Regions from separate parts of the Anas platyrhynchos genome. Here region 2 is linked to region 1. Evidence: chromatin contacts called from public Hi-C data. All regions are on one chromosome and are shown on one strand. The core of a region is the stretch at or near the end of the contact, and the rest is flanking DNA. Distances in the headings are between cores, read along the strand shown.

What was found. Hi-C and Micro-C count contacts between places; a contact is called where the count stands out from the background.
Region 2: a Hi-C map of subcutaneous adipose tissue shows a contact between it and region 1, with 1.7 times the contacts expected there. The contact joins two enhancer-like sites. A contact is called at or near these places in 2 of 8 Hi-C or Micro-C datasets (liver and subcutaneous adipose tissue).

Annotation. Positions count from the first base shown.
Region 1 is chr1:67,034,891-67,037,590 of IASCAAS_PekinDuck_T2T, reverse strand. No RefSeq gene overlaps it. Among named protein-coding and RNA genes, the nearest start is that of LMO3, 180 kb to the right of the region's middle. Within about 2 kb of position 1,315, at least 1 of the 8 cell types and tissues checked has an H3K27ac peak or open chromatin away from gene starts, as enhancers often do.
Region 2 is chr1:67,210,463-67,213,162 of IASCAAS_PekinDuck_T2T, reverse strand. No RefSeq gene overlaps it. Among named protein-coding and RNA genes, the nearest start is that of RERGL, 190 kb to the left of the region's middle. Within about 2 kb of position 1,357, at least 2 of the 8 cell types and tissues checked have an H3K27ac peak or open chromatin away from gene starts, as enhancers often do.

The DNA of each region.
Region 1 (2,700 bases), core at 66-2,565:
ACAGACTTCTGCCTTAGCTCAGACCCTTCTGAATAGAGAAGGAGAATTCCTCTGGGGGCAAGTGACAGTAAGAGAAAACTTACATTTCATATTGTTTCCTGAAGTTTTCTTTGATGTTCCAATGTCTACACTAGGATTTTTCTGAAATAAGGCTCCTAAATTAAAAATAAAAATAAAAATTGAAATTTCTGTGTCAAAGTTAGGCTATATGAATGCCCCTCAAAGTATTAAGAATTGTCTGTAGTAAGCAAAGTGCTATCTGATCAAATATTTAACCTTGAACAAAATCTAAAAAGAACTTGAAATTAATTTAATTGTTGCAGTATAACATGTTGTGTGAAAAGCCAGGTAGTCCAAAGTGAATTTTTAAGTCCGTCTCAGACAAAAAGTACTGTCAGTATAAGAAACAATTTAGCCAATCATTTTCTAAACAACTCCTGAATCTATTTGGCACAACTTGGATCAAAGCCAGCCTTTTGTATTAAAAGTGAGGAGTCTTGCCCCATTTACAGAATTGAGACTACTTGACCTGCATGTAGAGTCCTGTTTTTACCAAAAGGTCAAACTCAGGACAAATGTATTTGTGGAATGACCCAGTCACACAGTAAGAAAGCATTAACTGTTGTAGTGGCACAGCTTATCCACAAAGTTTTGCTGCTTGAGTCACTGGCTGACACCATTCTTGTACATGACAGCTTGAATGTCTGTGTTAGCTTTGTAGCCAGAAGCATACAACATTGGAGACACATCTGGAAATTGGGTTTTATCTCATCTAAGCCCAGAATCTTCAGTACTTCTTAGATTTATCTGGGATGAAAGCAAAACCTTTCCTAATTGCTTGTGTATTTCTATTTCCAGTCTTTCTAAAAAAAAAAAAAAAGGCAGGGGGGAGGACAGAGGGGATGGACACAGATGACAGAAGGAGAAGGAGAAATAATGTGTTCTTTTTACAGACTGATTCATGTATGGATAAAAATATATTTTGATTAATTCTTATTTGACCTAGACAATTTAACTCCTAAATATATATATATATATTTATACTTAAAGTCCCCTACATTCTATTTGTCAGTGAATTCAAGATAAGTGTTGATTGAAAACATGTGCAGCACATCTTGTGAAAAGCCAATAGAAAAATCAAAATAGTATTGCTCACAGTGAAACAGAATGCTTATGACAAGTATATTGAGACTTAATTCGTGAGAAGAAAAAAAATGGGCTGGGTTTCAGAAAGCATTTTTTAATGGTGAGATCTGATGAACTACAGCAGAGCTTCTCAAGACAGGAGTCTTATTGCATGAGTTTCTTAAAACAATGCAAAGCACTCAAGAATAGAGTGTAGGGAACAATCTAAATTGGTCCCCCGGGTAAGGACTAGCTGACCTAATTGGTATTTCCCATCTTTAATTTATGTGATCATACAGTATGCTGTTATCTTTTCATTACATTAACCCATAGGGTCAAACATTCCTCCAGTGGAGTTCCATTGGCACAAGCAGATTTGCAGCTGCACTCAGTTTGGCCCACACTATTTAAATATGAAATGAATTTCAAACACCGCTGTAATCAGCCTTATTAAATAATATTATTCTCAAGCAAGAAGACCATGTGGTTCCCTGATAAGAAAGACAGATAATTTTATCAATGCAAACTTTATAAAACACAATACCCATCAAATAGTCCATGCCAGAAGAGCACTAAACTACTTAGAGCGATAAATAAAACATTAGTTTGGAAAAGTATTTGGATTCTTCCTCACATTATTGCAATGTTTTATTCATATCCAACTCTTATATTCCTTTCATTCTGTTAATCTAAGTGACCAATATGTGATCAAACAGCACAGTTCTATACAGTTCTGCTTCCTTTGAGATTGCACTGCACCTCCATCACCTTCAGGGCAAGGAGAATGCCACTATGGCTGTCTCAGTTTGTAAACACGTGCCTTTTAATTTGTCTGTCAATCTCTTTTCACTAAGCCACATCACTAATATCAAGCAAAACACTGGTACATTCAGGAGCAATCATTAAATGATAGCTTCTGCAAAATAGCAAAAATACATTTTCTGAAAATAAGTGAAAATGGGAGCCCAAAATAGTTCTATTAAGAGATCTGCCAATGATGCCAAGATGTTGCCTTTAATAAGAAGAAACATGGATAATAGTCCTCTATGGTTCAACTTCTTATTTTACTCTTGTGTCAAAAAGAGGAAACCAAAATCTCCTAAAAACTGTTATTCTGATTTTGTTTAAAAATGCTAAGTGAACATCTGTAAATGTTCATTTTGTTTACTTATCTGTAAAATGATTTTGGAGTCTTCCTGAAATTATTGCAAACCACCTCATAGGAGTTGCAACACTATGTCAAATTTGTAAACTTGCAGCATTTCTTAAAATTTTAGGTACTGGGAGAGTTGCTCAAAAACATTTAATCTAAACTGGTTTGTGATGGACAGACAAATAAATGGTTAATAATCAATCGGGCAACAATTCAATCTTCTTTATGAAAGCCAAAGCCAGAACTACTCAGACTCGGAAATACAACTATGCTGCCTCACAGGAGCTGTATCAAGAAGCTTACGTATCAAGTCTTTGGGACGAAAACCCAAAGATGCACTAAATTGCAAAGGAGAATGACAGTGGAATATTATAGAAGATGTAGATTATGTTTATAATGCAGGAACATCAGAGGAATTTTCG
Region 2 (2,700 bases), core at 108-2,607, 180 kb before region 1:
ATTCCTCTGTCAGTATGCAGGAAAGCAGACACAGTAGACTTGGTCTAAGGCTGCTGAGAAAATGCTCTTCTTGAGAGCCATTGTTTTCAAAATACTGGCAGCAAAGTATCAGTTCATGACTTACTTTGCAGAGTTGTCTTATTTAAATATCTACATTTTATTCATAATAAACAAGAATACACTGATTTACCTTCTGTTTCCTTCCCTCCCTTTCTCACTCCCTCTCTTCATCGCTCTTTTAAGGTGCAGAAGGTTATTTTAATTCTATGAAGTTACTTCTCTAAAAATGTCGGTAATTCTGACAAAAGCATCACACTACTGTTAAGGCATCCACTGAGCAAGACTATGAAGGTTACATGAGAGCATCAGCTACAGCTCTATTGTTTTCATTTGCATAAAAATTTTCAGCCAGAGTCAAACATTTTCTAACACTCTGAATTACATAAAACCACTTTTTTTTTTTCTGAATTTTTATTTTACTTTTATCCACAAATATTTCTTTAGAAATAATTTTTAAAGGTGGTGATGTGAACTCACTCAATGTAATTTCCCCAAATGACAAGACACTTTCAAATTGTTTTGTAATTTCTTCACATTATAGGAGTGCTTGAGGACTAGCAATCAGAGATTAAGATCTTGTTATGCTAGGTACTCTCATTACTATTATTATTTTATTTTGTTTTATTTTTAAAGAAGAAAAAGTCTTTGGGCCAGAATTGCAAAAATATATGTATTTATGAAAAGAGAAAAAAAAAAAGAGAGAGAGACAAAAAAAATCCAAACACACAGAAAGAGAGCAGGAGGGAAAGTGAGGAAAAACTAGAAGTATGTGCTTTTTTGCTTGTTTGTTTTGTTTATTTGTTTGTTTGTTTTCGTAACAGTTTATCACTTGCCCTGGAACTGCTGGATGATAAAGTACTATAATGGAGATTTTAAAAAGGTACTGGAGAAGGCTAAGAGACCAAGGTTTTAGTTGGGAGTTTAATGGATATGTCTGTTAAGCTTCCTTCCTCTGTTTATTTCAGTCTGCACAGGAGGTATGAGCTGAATTACTTACATCACTAAAAATAAACTTCACTTGTACATTTCTAATAATAAGAAGCAAATATTAATAGCAATTGATATGAAATATTGTATGGCATAGAGCGACCTGAGTTATAAATTTCCTCCTTTATCCCTTTCCAGTAAGCTGTTACATATATGACAGCTGCGTATCTCATGAATGGTCTTCTGTGCTCCCCATGAGATTATGTGAAATGAGATGTGGATGGCTCCTAAGCCACCCAACATTTTTGGTGATGGACATTGACAACAAATTGACACCTAAGGCTGCCAACACTTTTGCCTAGGGGCTCACTAATGCCTTGTTTATATGTAAGGCAGAAGGCTGTGTCCTGCCAAACCTGGAAGTCAAGAGCATGTTTATGCAAATAGAGGAAGTAGATGTAAGGGTCTGTGTCGGGTCTGTCTGAGCTGGAGTCACCTTTTCCCTGCAGCAGCCCACACAGTGCTGTGCTCTGCACTCATAGCTGGAACAGCACTGATATCACTCCAGTGTTGTGTCTATTGCTGCGTAGTGCTGGCACAGCATCAGGACTCCTTCCAAGACCCCAAGAGCCAGCAGGCTGGGGGTGGGCAAGTGATGGGGAGGGGACATTGCCAGGGCAGCTGACCTAAACCAACCAAAGGGATATTCCATAACACCTGATGTCACACTCAGCAATAAAAAGGGGAGCTCTCGTGGGGGAGGGGGCTGTTCCTCCTGAACAACCACTACGTGTTTGAGGCCCTGCTTCCCAGCACGTGGCCAAACACTGCTCGTTGATGTGAAGTAGAGAATATTTTTTTTTTCCTCTCTCTCTGTGTTTCTGTGTGGACTGATTGTTTCTTTTGTTTCTGTTTTTCCTCCCCATTCCCTTTCCCTTTAATTAAACCTTTCTCATCTCAAACCTCGAGTTCTCTGTGTTGTATTTTCTCCCCCTTCCTCTTTGAGGAGAGGAGGAATGAGAGAGCGGTTGTGGTGGAGCTCGGCTGCCCACCTGAGTAAAACCACCACAGGTCCTGTCTCAGGAAGCTAGTTATAAAGTTGTATGTTACTAATGCATTGTGCAAGGTAAGAACATTTTGCTATTGCTTATTGTTATTCTTATTTTTCTCCCATAAATGTTGGTTACCCATAAAGAAATTAAACCAAACTGTAGTATTATACAAATTACTTTTAATATATTTACCAATGTTAAGTCTATGACAAAGGAAGGTCAGTGAAGTTTAATGTTGCATTATCTACTTGCAGTATGAATTCTAATAAAATACCAGTGAAATACTAATTTAAGCGCTTTTTAAAATCTTCCAATGTTTTGACATTGTACATTTTTTCTTGGCTTTTGTACTGTGGAAGATTATACACACCTGCACTAAACTGATAAATGGTCTCTCAGAGAGATTTTATTGTGGTTCCTCCCTTCCCTCCTTCCTTCCCTCCTTCCTTCCTTCCTTCCTTCCTTCCTTCCTTCCTTCCTTCCTTCCTTCCTTCCTTCCTTCCTTCCTTCCTTCCTTCCTTCCTTCCTTCCTTCCTTCCTTCCTTCCTCCTCCTTCCTTCCTTCCTTCCTTCCTCCTTCCTTCCCCTTCCTCCTCCTTCCTTCCTCCCTTCCTCCCTTCCTTCCCTCTTCCTCCTCCTTCCTTCCCTCCTTCCTCCCTCCT